Linked DNA regions of Gossypium hirsutum: region 1 is linked to region 2. The links are chromatin contacts, called in public Hi-C maps. All regions are on one chromosome and are shown on one strand. The core of a region is the stretch at or near the end of the contact, and the rest is flanking DNA. Distances in the headings are between cores, read along the strand shown. Region 1 has its middle 14 kb from the start of LOC107948822. Region 2 has its middle 10 kb from the start of LOC121228731.

Region 1 (6,990 bases), core at 1,711-4,210, 440 kb before region 2:
TATTAGCTTTTCTGAAAAATAAGTCATTTTCCGAAAATCATTTTTAATCAAACAAACGGAGCATAAAAATTAATTTAACACAAACCAAATCTAGAAAAATACTCATAGGGTGAATACATAGAACAAGTAGGGGCCTAGGCTGCCCATTGTGCAAGTAGATTAATTGTCTGAGTAAAATCTGATTCGATTCGAAAAACTCGATAAAAAATTTAAAATTTAAATTAAATAGTTCGAGTTATTTGAGTTAATCAAATTATTCGGATCAACTCAAATAAAAAAATTAAGTTTTTCTGTTTAACTCGAATATGAATTACACAATTCGAGTTATCCGAAAATCCGAATAAGAAAAGATAAAACTACGTCGTTTTGATAAATGTTTACCCATTAAGTTAAAAGGCAAAATCATTATATTGTTCATGTAGTTAAATAATCTTATACTTCGTTTACTAGTTAAATAATTGGTCCATCTAAACGCAACATTAAGTATAAATAACAGGATTCGTTAACTCGACTCAATTTGAGTAGGATTCGTTAACTCGACTCAATTTGACTCGAAATTTTTTTACTTGATTCGATTCGATTCAAAAAAATTCAAATTGAGTTTGATTATTAAAATAGGATTTGTCAACTCGACTAACTCGAAAATTTTTTACTCGATTTGACTCGACTCGATTGAATGCTCACCCCTAGTTGTTATGTTAGGGTGAGTTTAGATGGATGGTGTATTTACCTATGGTTAGTGTAAAAATAGTGATAGTGGTAAGATTAGACACTATAGCGTGAGACAAAAAATAAGCTAAATGCACCGTACTGTACCCAATCACCTATCCAAACCCACCCTTAATAATTTTAAAAAATTTATCATTCAGTTTAAGTTTTTTTAATACAATATTCATATTTTGACCTTAAAATTTTCGAATTTTATTTCGACTCCCCTAAATAAAAAATTCTAATCTCATCCTTCAATACTCATATTTAACGAGGCTTAAACCTAAATTCTAACCAATTGGTTTTCAACCAAAATTTCAAACAAATTTTTTAAAGGAATACATAATATTTTAAAAGTATATTTTTTACATAAATTTTTAGTAGACATTTTGCTTTTGTATTTCTATTTGACTTGTTACCGATAAACTTCTTATTTAATAATAGCATGATATAATTATAAGATATTGAACAACTGACAAAGAGTGAATTAAATTTATTTTTAATGGCAACGGAAAAAATAAATGCATCAAATAAGTATATGCTCATTTTTATTTTTATCTTTTTTGAAATTAAAATGCTAAAATTTTAATTAATTAGAATAAATGAAATGTGAGCCTCAACAATTCATTCATTTCATGATTTCCAGTTTGGCAGCTTTGGCTAGCGTGCTTTCATTCTTTCCCCTCTTAGGGAAAATTTTCTAAGATTTTGGAACCTTATCCACCAAACACTGAATCGTTACTATTTTGAAGGGTTTCTTTTTTCATGCTACGTATTCTTGGATTCCAATTAAACTCGGATTATATTTTTAATTTCAAGATAAAATTCTTTTAGCATTTTTTTCCGTACATAAAATTTGAATTTTAGGTAATAGAAGTATTAAATTCTTTAAAAAAAATTATTTAACTGTAAAAATATTATGGAAGCTCATGTATCAAAAGTCGGATTGTATTTTGCTATCTCTAATAGAAAAAAATAGACAAAGTAATTCATGTATGTTAAATCAAAGAGTAAATTGATCATTTTATTAAAAATTAGTCCCTATATATCAACATGAGGTACACGTGGCATGTTGAGTGTCACTATTTGATTATTCCTTCAGCCACATTAGATTTTAACAATACAAATGGATGAAACTTTTAACAAAAATAATCCAATTATTTTTTATTTAACATACAATGACTAATTTACCCATTTAATAGAAATGATAAAATGTAATCTAACCCTTTATACAAGAACCTCTACCATACTTTTACCGATATTTAATTCTTTATTGCTCAATGTAATAAACACGTGAATTATTTTGAAAAAAGAAAGTTTGAACTCTTGATCACAAATCACATAGAATCAACTTTCAAGCTACACTTAATGTCCTGGTTAATTTATTTCCCAGTTCCTTAATTCAAAATAAAAGACAAACAACTTTGGCTTACATGTAGTGGCACTATACATAGAGGCTTTACTTGAAAACGAATTGACATAACATTCTTTTTTCTTGCAGCCTAAAAAGTGACCAGTTTCACGTGAATCTGTATTGTTCAAAATGATTAACACACGTTGACATTTAGGGACGTCCAAACATTTTGATGGTGACTTGAGGTTTAAGAATGGTTTTCCAATGGGCAAAATAGACCATGAGTAGTACATAAAGGGAGCCATCACAAGTAGTTTACTCGATGGTGACAAAGAAAGTAACAAATTTGTTTGGAATATAGAAAGAAACAAAGGAGAATGACAGAGAATTATTGAAAGGTGATATGGTATTCGAAACGAATGATGAATTACCTTCCATTATGTTGTTAGAGAGAGTTGATGGCTTGGTGAAGCAAAGTATAATGAGAACAATGGCAATCAAGTTATTAGGGAGGGTGATTGGCTTCAATACTCCCTTGAAGAAGAAATATGCTCTATGGGTAGTTTTTAGTCAGGGTACAGCTTAGACATCTTCCTTTTCCTTTTCGATTGCACAATCCTACCCACTAAAGTGTTATTGCGTGGATTAGACTGAATTTTTAAATGTCTTGGTTCTTTAAATTAAAGGTGAGTATTGCATTATATAATCTTTTTAGTGTTTACCAGCATAAATATAATCACAAATAATGCAAGAGAGAATCTAAGTTGATGAGGAGTTATATTATGTTTTTTGGTTGGATCGGGGTGGTTATTGGACTTTAAAGAATGCAAGTGAGTTTAGGCCCATTTTGTTGGATCGATTTAGACTCCCTTGCTTCTCCAGCTAAAATACATGTGAATTAGAGTCCAACGACTTGAAAATTGGACTCTTAATGACACAACCTTATAGATCTATGGTGGACATTATGGTTGGCCCAACTTAACATAATTTTATTTTTATGCATTTCACATTTAAGTGATGCTTTGGGAATATAGTAACCATTCTTGTTGTGGGGTAAATTTTTTTATATTTTTTTAAATAAAATTTCAAAGTTGGAATTATCTGAATGCAAAAATAGTATTACGAAAACTTTATTCCTTAATTAAGCTCCACCTTAACTCAATTTGGAATTTGGGATATAATAGAAGTAACTATTGAATATGCAACAGTCTTTAAACTACTTTTAAGGAGTAATTCTACTTAAAAAAAAAAAAAGATTGATGATTTCTTTTTTCAAATATGATCTTAATTATAACATACGACTTGATATCAATCTAGGTGGCTTGAAACATTAGTTAACTTTGCAATGTTTTGGATGGGTCTGAGTGTTTTTTAACCTTTTTAAGTTTTAAAATTTTATATTATTCATAAATTTATTTAAGATATTATTCATTTAATCATTTTATTATTATTTATATTATTGTCAGTATAAGAGGACATAAATTTGAGTGTGAAAAACACATAGATTAGGGAGAAATTCTGAAAAGTTCTAAACATTATACGAATAAAATATTTAATTAATTTTAAGAGTTTTTAATTCTTAATTAATTCATTACATAGATTTCTGTTATACATTAAATGGTTGCTGTTAATTATTATTTGATAATGACCTATTTGACCCTCAAATTTTACAAAAGAAAAGAGTCATTTTAGCCCTCTAGTTAATTTTTCGCTCCTTTTTAACTCATGAACTTGTATTTATTGTCAAATCATTCAAAAATTAATGAAAAAGTTAAAGTTTGTTGATGTGGCATACATGTAGATTGCTACGTAGATGATATGTCAACATCTAATTAGTTTTTTAAAATTTTAAAAATATTAATTTTTTTATAATTTGTATACTTGTTAAATAATTTTAAAAATAATTTTTTAATTTTAAAATTTTAAAAAATTATTAAATGATTACGTGTCATTCACGTGTATGCCAACTCAATAAAGTAAAAAAATATTAATTTTTCTATCTCTTTTGGGGTGATTCAACTGCAAGTTTAGTGGCTAAAAAAGCGAAAAATTAAAAGGAGAGTTAAAATGATTCTTTTTGTAAAGTTGGAATATCAAATAAATATTTATACTTTTTTATTTTTACTTTTTAAAGAATTTATATTTATTTTAAATAATTTTATATCTTTGCTTAAAACACTGTTTATGATGACCCTCCACGTTATACTACACCACGTAAATTGTCCAACTCTACCATCATCTTCCCCTTGTCAACTAATTGTAACGCTTAGTTAATATCTTTGAACTGCCCTCTAGACCACTATATAGTTCAACATCATTTAATCAAATGAATTGAATGTTTAACTTGCAAAAACAAAATTAATTTAGCGAGTCAACTTTTCACATGCAAACTAAAATATATGGTCCGTCGTAGGAGTGTTTATAGTTCGGTTAAAATAGAATTATTGATCAAGTTGATCTAATTCGGTTAATCAGTTAGTGGTCGAATTTAATTCAATCGATTAATGATTTTTTAAAATTTCGGTTATCGGTTAATTCGGTTCGAATAAGATATTAACCGAAATAAAAAATAAGTAATATATATTTTTCATATTAGCAATGTATTCTTTGAACTATTAAAAAAAGAAAATAAATATTAGCAATGTTTTTTTTAAAATTTTAAAAAATTATTATATGATTACGTGATACGAACTCGGTTGTAGATGTTATGAGTCGTATTAGTTTGCCCAATCATGAAATGGGTAAGGTTATGTTCGTTTCAAGTTAAATGGAAAAGTTAGAATATTTGGACTCAAACACGGTTCAAAATAAGATGGCTAAATACAGAAATGGATAGTTTGGCTAAGGGCCGAGAATGAATCAAAAACAATATTGGAATAGTTGACCCAAATATCAAAGTAGCTCTTAGATGGATTTCGAGTTAGGAAAAATTAGTAAGAACCTTGACCCACTATCAAAAAGTGATAGGAACCAAAGGTATATGAACACCACACCAAAGGTGATAAGTTCGGTTTAGTAAAAGGGAAAGAATGACGCCACAAGACAACTTGATAAGTCAATTCAAACCTGAAAAGAACTATGAGAATTGGATATCTCACAAGTTTCAATTTAAACATAAATTTAGCAAAAGTCCCTCAAACAAGCTGATTACAACGTATTTATAATGCTAACTAATGCCTAGCCGAATAGTCATTTGGATTCAGCTTAAATGAGCTGATTTAATGAGCTTGAATGCTTAGGCTGAAAGAATTCATTCTTGAGCAGCCAAAGAGTTTAGAATAAGCTTTAAATTCTCCCTTGGGTAGGCAAATAGACACTAGCAATATTGATGACATTTTTGGGCACACAAACAGACCATGGTGTGAACATTAAGAGGCAATCGGTTATGGAATGTGAAAAGAATTCATGAACTGAATGGCCATGTGTGAACACTCATTGGTCTATCACTATTCTTAAATAGTTCCTTGGAGAAGAGGAATAGACTCGAATTAAATGGTGCATAATACTCTCCTTAAATGTTGTCCAAGTACATAACTGACATAACTGATTCCAGCTGAATAGTCACCTATAAGCATTAATTGATATTCAGCCAAAAACAACTTAATAAGCTTAATTAATAGACTTAATTAATAAGCACATTTAACACTTAACTAACTTAATTAATAAACTTAAAAACACATTAGCAATAATTTATTCCAACAACTCAATTATTAACTAAGATGAGTTTAATTAAAAATAAAGTTCAACTTGCAATAAATTGCAAGGGACACTTATTGAACTGGTCCAAGCATAATCAATGGATTCAACTACTTACTCTCCCCAAACTCGATCAACATAGCTTACTAACGCATCTTCGAACCTCTTAGCACGAGACCGAGTTATAGGTCCTTGTGGCAGCTCAACAGGTTCGGTGGCAACTTTCCCAGCTAGGGTCGCATCATCCCCTCTCTTCGAGGCGATTTGTCCCCAAATCGTCGCCTACATCAAAAATGGATAAATCAGCAACGTTAAAAGTAGCATTAACCCCATACTCACCACATAAGTTTAACTTATAGGCATTATCGTTAATCCTTTCCAATATTTGAAAAGGACTGTCTTCTCTTAACAAAAGTTTGGATCGTCTTTGAGCTGGAAATCTCTCCTTATGCATGTTAATCCAAACCCAGTCACCGGGTTCAAACGCCACTCGTTTACGTCCCTTGTTGACTTTACGAGCATATTGCTCGGTTCTTTGTTCAATATTATCCCTAACTCACTGATGTAATTGTTTCACAAATTCTACCTTTTTCTTTCCGTCTACATGCACCAACTGATCAGAGGGTAAAAGCAACAAATCCAACAGAGTTAAGGGATTAAAACCATACACTACTTCAAATGGCGAATACTTAGTAGCTGAGTATACCGATTGATTGTACGCGATTCAATATGGGGTAGACACTTCTCCCAAGTCTTTAGATTCTTTCAAATAATTGCCCGCAATAGTGTTGACACAACCCGATTAACAACCTCCGTTTGACCGTCGGTTTGGGATGGCTCGTTGTTGAAAATAACAGCTTGGTGCCAAGCTTGCCCCATAAGGGCCTCCAAAAATGGCTGAGGAACTTGGTATCTCGATTGGAAATGATAGTCCTCGGAATTATATACAGTCGTACAATCTCCCTAAAAAATAGATTAGCAACATTTAAGGCATCATCAGATTTATTATATACTATAAAATGAGCCATTTTTGAAAATCTATCGATTACAACAAACACAAATTCTTTGCCATTCTTTGTCATAGGAAGCCCTAGAATGAAATCCATAGAAATATCCATCCATGGTGCTTCTGGAATCGGCAACGGAGTATAAAGTCCATGTGGCTGGATCATTGATTTCGCCTTTTTGCTGGATCATTGATTTTGCCTTTTTGCAAGCAATACAGCGCTTGC
Region 2 (7,522 bases), core at 2,967-5,466:
ATTTAAATTATGAAAAATTTGAAAAAATCTTACATATAATTTACACAAAATAGAACCCAAAACTTTGACACTTACAATCCCAAAACATTAAGGCAAAATTTTATTAGTAAAATGGGTTTTTATTTTAAATAATAATAAACCTCAAAATGGAGGATAGTAGGTTAGGTACCTGAGACTGATGAATTCATGTGAAATCTACCTATGAACCATATTTGGGCAAAAAAGCATATACGTAGCAACAATGGAATGTAGATTAAAGAAATCAAATACCTTAACACCTAATAATGTGCATGTCGGTCTCCACATAATTACAGCTATGATTTTGAGCTTCAATGAGTCGAAGCTTCATTAATGTTAAGGGACCACCATTCGGAGATAATTGCCATGCCATGCCTATCCTCAATTGCTCTCTTTCTTCTCTTTTTCCAAAATCACGTTTAAAACTAACCCATCAATCTACGATTTAATGGTTATGGCATGATTTAATTAAAATAAATCTATGATTTAGTATTAGTTTTTTTTTTGGGGGGGGGTCAAAATTTGATCACCACCCATCTTTATGGGCTACAGAGCTGGAAAATGAAAAGTTTAACAAAATGTACAAAAAGGACTTGGTTTAAAGTTAGCATATAGTTTTGGAAGTACACTATTGATGATTTAACTTAAAGAAATCATAAAAAATTCAATTAAATTACTCTATAAACAAACGTGAAGCACTCATGAAAACATAATTGTTAATAAATATTTTATTTATGATGACAATGTATTGCCAAAAGAGAAAGTATCCAAAAGACATATATTGTATTAATTCCCCCTACATGATGCAGGTTGCGAAGATTCAATAGTGGGATTCCATGGCGTTTTGTTGGTTTTTTTTTTTTATCTTTCTAAAATCCCGAGCACATGCATATGGCTAAGCAATGACGTTTAACTGCAAGTTTTTGTACTATTAACTCTCATTAGTTGACTTGGATGCCAAGTTGCAGTTTAAAATTATGCAAATGGGTTCTTAATAAACTTTTTGATATTGAATCCGGTCAATTAAGGTGGTAGGAACTAGGAACGCTCGATTGTTGGAAAAATAAAACTTACTTTGAACTAATTAAGAATAATCAAACTCGATTTATTATTCAGGTGGTTCAACAAATTATTTGTTTAATGCAGTATAAGTCACATTTCTAAAGATTTATGTATACGACATGTATTCATATCTAACATTTTCATACCAATTCAAATAACATATACGAAAAGGGATCTATGGGTCTTGAAATGGCAGAAGGGCATATGGTTTATCCCAAGGAATCTTTTTTCGTTAAGCATGAAAAAGAAAAATTGAACATGGTTAATGCATGTGGCAAAGATTGGTGAGAATTGAGCAACATACTTCTTGTTTTTATCCAAGTAATTTACAAATATTTTTATATAATTAATAAGTTAGTTTTTTTTTGTGAAATACAAGAATAGGATAAAGCCTGAAACAACAAATGCGACTAACGTGACTCGAATCTAGGTTACACCTAGGACGATGAACACTCTGATCATTAAATCATTGCATAGTGTTCAAAACTAACGTGATTTAAACTTTAGCGATTGACTTGAGATTAACAAGTTATTAAATGAAATTATAATAATTTTTTTACATAAAGATAAAAATATAAGTTGAAACTAAAACTTTATAAATTTTTTTATCTTAAATGTTGGATAAAAATTTATCTTATCCGAATTTTATAGAAAGGTTTGGGCAGGTTTATCACAAGTGCCATTGAATCAACTCAAATGTAACCATATAGATAAATGTACAAGAATACCAGATGGATGACAATTATTGGTACTCACATGAACAAGAAAGACCGTTGAATGACCCAAAAAAGCAAGTCCCATAGGAAGAGATCTTATTTCTTGATTTCAGTGCCAATTAATTATTCAAACTAAACTATATGTGTATCAAAGTCATAGTCAGAGAAAAAAAACAAAACAAAAAACAAAAAAAACTTGAGGGCAGGGTTGAAGACACCACAGATGGCTCATATTTAGATGCTGAAACCCAAAGATATCAGTGAAAATATTTGATAAATTCGAATGTCAACTCAATTCATTCATCATTTGATGAATATAAATGTACTCACCGAAAATTTTTATCTCAAAATTAATATAAACATATTTAGTTTTCACCTCAAATTTATTTTCATTGCAAAAATAGGTAAAATTATATGAAAGTTATCTTATTAAGAGTTAAATTATATTTTGTCTATTTTATTAAAAAATGAGTAAATTAATTTTTGCACGCTAGATTAAAGAATAAATTAATCATTTTGTTAAAAAAATTATTAATTTTTACTGTTAAAAACTAGTCACTATACATCAACATAAGGTACATATAGGACACTACATGTCACTATTTGATTATTCCATTAACCACGCCAATCTTTAATAATATAAATGCATTAAATTATTAATAGAAAGGACCGGTTTACTTTTTGATTTAACATATATGAACTAATTTATTTATTTTTAAATAAAAAGACAAAATATAATTTAACTCTTAATACAGGAACTTCCGTAATACTTTTACCTTCAAAAATATTATATCATACCTCACTAATTAACTAGCTTTAATTAACTGCATAAGTTATTGAATATGAGTATTTCAGCTTATATGAGTATTTCAGCTTACAAAAACAAGATTAATTTAGAATTAAGATTAATATATTTTGATAAAAAAAAGATCGCAGTGGACATTATTAGTGCCAAAGTGTCACAGTCAAGTTGCTCCCTGGCAATGTACAAGACAAGAAACCCAGTTACCATCAGGGTTATGAAGTGAAGATTTTAAGCAATATAATTGGACCGGCATTAGCATGTTGAAAATGAAATGCTCATACATTTCCATTATATTTTCCTTTCAGTACAGCTTGGCAGCTGATCATTCCACGGTGGATCGCTCTCCATACACCAAAATTTAACCAATGCCGTTCATATAATGAAACCATATTATATTTTTAAAAAATTATGATGTTTGCTCCTTTGGATGCATGATTTTCCTCCAGGAAACATGGCTTATATATTTAATGACATAATTCCTGACTTCATGATGTCTTTACTTATTTTCCATGTAAATAATTTTGGGTTGAAAAATATCTGAATTAAATTTTTTTAAATTTGTGATCATTGACAATTGACATCGATTATAAAGGAAATAGTTCAATTTCAGTGACATGGGGCTGATAATATTCATAGCTAATAATATAGCAATTAGGCAAAAAAGTATAGTTTTAATGTGTATTTTGGGAAGTCCATGGGAAGCCCTGTCATTTTCATTCAAAGGGTTTTCTAAATAACAATTATATATAAATATATATATATCTTGGCTTGCATATTATGTAAAGTAATTTTCTTGAGCTTTTCAAAGACAGATTTAGGATTGTTTACACCCAAAAAAAGATTATCAATGATTATTCAACTCAATGCTTAGTCATAAATCATATAATAGGCTCTGACCACTAACAATATAAACCCAAATATTCTATTCTTACATTTTTCATAATTATGTGTTCTCCGTATGATAAAAGTAGCAAATATTATAACAATCATTAATTTGGGGTGTATAACATAATTAAATTTGGAATTAAGAAAGTGATGATGATCATACGCTTGCATATGAACCAATAAAAACCAATTTAGTTCATTAAAAGGGGAAAAAAATGACTTTGTGCCTTCATGAAAAGCTTGAGGACTAGGTGCTCGATTTCATGAACCAAAATATAGGTCTAAATATAAATATAATATATATTTAATTGGTTAGATGCCGTCAGCTTGACATGAAATCTTTTCAATATATATGCAGACTAAAGTCAAGTAGCTTTAGTGATGATTAAGAGTAATTCACTAGTTTTTGGACCAACATTTTTTCACTACCATAATTACTGGTTTACAAGACCCTTTCATTTTCAAACCAGTCACCCATCCTTTCCCCCTTTCTTTTTTAATTATGAGATTTTTATAATATATGGTGTTATTTAAAATTAAACCCTTAATTTTTGACACTTTCAATAAAAGAACAGAAAAAATAAATTTCGTCTTGGTGACATAAATGTCTACTAACAAGTAAGATTTTGTAACTTTGAGTTAAGCCCATTTAGTAATATCTCAATCTAAGTGTTCTGTATATACTAACCTAGGCCCGTTTAGGTTTGAGCATAGTATACAGTCCAAATGTGGAAACCATTCATTGATCTTGTATGGATTTATACGTGAGGAAATTGTCACCTTGGCCTGCTTCAGGTATCATAAACTAGCCTCGTGGCAGACGGTACTTGGTTGTAATAATTCAAGGTATGGATAGTATGCAAATCAAAATAATATAATTATATATAATTATTTGATGCAAAATTAGAATTCATCATTGGAATTGATAAAGAACACTAAAATAAATTGATTTTTTGTCTTAATCTCTTCTTCTTCTTTTTTATTTCATTACACAAACCCCTTAGTGATAGAGGTTATAAGGGTGAAGCAAAAAAAACTTTTTTGAGGAGGGGGACGGAATTAAGGTATGCATTTTATGACGGTTGAAATGCATTTTTAAGGGTTAAATTTAAAATTTATCATTTGGTAGAGGGTATAGTATGTAACACCCCTCACCCGTATCTAACGTCGGGACAGGGTTCGAGGTATTACTGGACTTAGACTTTCACCAACATGCAAAACTGGGTCACCAAATTTCGCCCAAAATTTAAAAGTTTTCAAACACATGCATACCGTCCCTTATACAGGCCTTCGAGGCCTAAAACATATCTCGAGGCAGTTCGGAACAAAACAGAGAACATTCGATAAACTTTGGGCAACTTTATAAATTCTCTTACTTTAGTGAGTCACACGCCCGTATGGGTGGGGCCGTGTGGTCACACACGCCCGTGTGGCTTGGGACACGCCCATGCCCTCAGCCTGTTTAACTCTCTGTTTATGACGTCAGCATGCATTTAGGGGCATACGGCCAAGACACATGCCCGTGTGTCTAGCCCGTGCTCGAAACTAACTTAAAATTTTAAGCGCAGGGAACGCACGGCCATACCACACGCCCATGGGGGCGATCCGTGTGTCACACATGGCCTAGACACACACCCATATGTCTACCCGTGTGGACTTTATTAGTTTATTTTCCAAGCCTTTGGCCACCCTCTACCAACCAATCGCACTTATAGGTTACCTTAATACATAATAAGGCCAGGTTATACACTTACATATAACCTTGATAAACCTCATTGCCTGTAAACCTCATATCATCGGTTTTATACATGCTAGGTTAATTCCCTTTTTGTATTAAGGGTTTCCATGTCTCATTGACGCATTTAAGGTTGGCTCATTCTTATAAATCATTGCCAATTATAACCAAGCCATCTCATGTAAACATAAACATGCATAGATTTGTAGGTCATAGCCTACTTCAAAATAAGCCAATTTCCATGGCCAAATACAAGAAGATATGTAATTTTTACAAGCTTTCATATGGTAAATTCAAATGACACATATCACAAAATAAACCAAAGCCCTATACATGCCATTGAACAAAATAAGAGTATCTATATACCAAAGCTAGACTAATTGATAGTGTGTTGACTCTCCAACCATCTTCCAATCTTTACGAGTCCTCGAGCTCTGTAAGATAGGGAAAAGAGAAGGGTAAGCATTTACATGCTTAGTAAGCCCGAATAACTGGAAAGTAAACTTACCAAGTAATAGCATATAACCATATTTAGAAAATATACCAACAAGAATGAAATGGTTTCCCTATCAAATGCACTCAATCAACAAGTTAGTCACAATAATAATACACCATGTAATTTGTTTTAGATGAGCTCATCATCCAATATTTTCATTTTTATATCTCATGTTAATCCCGTTGAGTTTCTTGGAAATCTCAATGGATTATCCATTTACCGTCCAGTCATAAGAGTGATCATCTCATGTACGCACTCCTGCGAACCTCACATCTTACGGCGGGATTACCAGTCCAGGCTAAATCCCTTATAGCGACAAACACCCTTAATGAGCTGGGATCTGAAATACCAGTCCAGGCTAAATTCAGACTCTAATCGGATTACTCGTCCGGGCTAAATCCAAAATGCACACATATTCTTCAGGAGGCTCGATCACTCAAGGAACACTTGTCCGGGCTAGATCCTTTTTATATGTGAGATCAAATGATTACCCGTCTGGGCTAAATCTTTTCTGCAACACATGCAGGATCTCAAGTTATGAAAGCCATGGTTTATCCATTAGATTCCCTTTTCAACCTCAACCGGGACATTTATCGACATGTCATTATTAAGGATGTATTTCATAGATTTTCATGCCATCATCAAATGCAATTACCATACATTCATAAATCATGCAATTAAGCATACTATGAGTTTACTTTAAGTTATCCGAACTTACCCGGTATTTGTCTTGGAATAGTGTGTCGGTTATTCCGAAACTTTTCGTTTTCCTCGATCAACCTCTAAAGTTTGTTCATCGGGGTCTATAAAAATAAAATTAAATTATTAACACCTCACATTATACTTTTCAAGTCTAAATTTCACCCCCGGTCCAAATGACTGTTTTTCCCCTAACTTTTCACATTTTTACGATTTAGTCCCTAGGCTCGTATAATGAAATGCATGCAATTTCTACCTTACCCAAGCCTAGCCTAATATTTTTCCCTCTTATGGTAGCCCACATTTTTTTTATTATTTCTCATTTCTACCACACATTTTACACCTTTTGCAAAAAGGTCCTTTTAAGGGTTTTTCATGAAAATCACCTAGGAAAAGATGTTTAACACACATCCAAGTTTCATTTTCCTCCATAAACCATCAAAATACAAGTAACTCATGCATGGGTAAATTTCTAAACATGAATCCTAGCATGAAATATGGGTAGAAATAGAGAGAGTAAACTACCGAGATTTCAAAAATAAGAAGAATATTAAAAACGAGGCTTGGGAGCATTTACTATTGAGCTTGAAAATGTTGAAAACCCTAGCTATGGTGACTTGAAAATTTCAGCTGGACAAGGAAGAAGAATGGCTGATTTTTGCCTTCTTTTTCCCATTTTATTTCATTAAAATGCCAAATGACAAAAATGCCCTTAAGCCATTTCTTTATAATTTCATCCATACAAGCCCATTTTTGTCCAAAAACTTAAAAATTGGGAAAATTACTCTGTAAGGACCTCTAATTAATAATCTAAAGCAATTTCATACAAATTTATTCTAGAATCCATGTTTTGAAATTTATTCAAATTGGTCTTTATTTTCCAATTGGACACCTTACTCAAAGAATTTCTTCATGAAACTTTAACACATGCATATTCTCATATTCTAGACCTCATAATAATCTTAAAATAAATATTTCAATGTCAGATTTATGGTCCCGAAACCACTGCTCCGACTAGGCCCTATTTTGAGATGTTACAAAGTACATTTTAACCCTTTGCTAACTTATAATTTTATAGGATCAAAAATGTTGTTTTCCCATTTTAG

What was found. Hi-C and Micro-C count contacts between places; a contact is called where the count stands out from the background.
Region 1: a contact with region 2 is called in a Hi-C map of leaf, with 2.8 times the contacts expected there. The contact joins two enhancer-like sites. A contact is called at or near these places in 2 of 34 Hi-C or Micro-C datasets (both in leaf).

What each region holds. Positions count from the first base shown.
Region 1 is chrA04:70,762,766-70,769,755 of Gossypium_hirsutum_v2.1, reverse strand. No RefSeq gene overlaps it. Among protein-coding and RNA genes, the nearest start is that of LOC107948822, 14 kb to the right of the region's middle. Within about 2 kb of position 2,960, at least 3 of the 9 cell types and tissues checked have an H3K27ac peak or open chromatin away from gene starts, as enhancers often do. A contact at or near this core is called in leaf, where this site is marked.
Region 2 is chrA04:70,319,410-70,326,931 of Gossypium_hirsutum_v2.1, reverse strand. No RefSeq gene overlaps it. Among protein-coding and RNA genes, the nearest start is that of LOC121228731, 10 kb to the left of the region's middle. Within about 2 kb of position 4,216, at least 2 of the 9 cell types and tissues checked have an H3K27ac peak or open chromatin away from gene starts, as enhancers often do. A contact at or near this core is called in leaf, where this site is marked.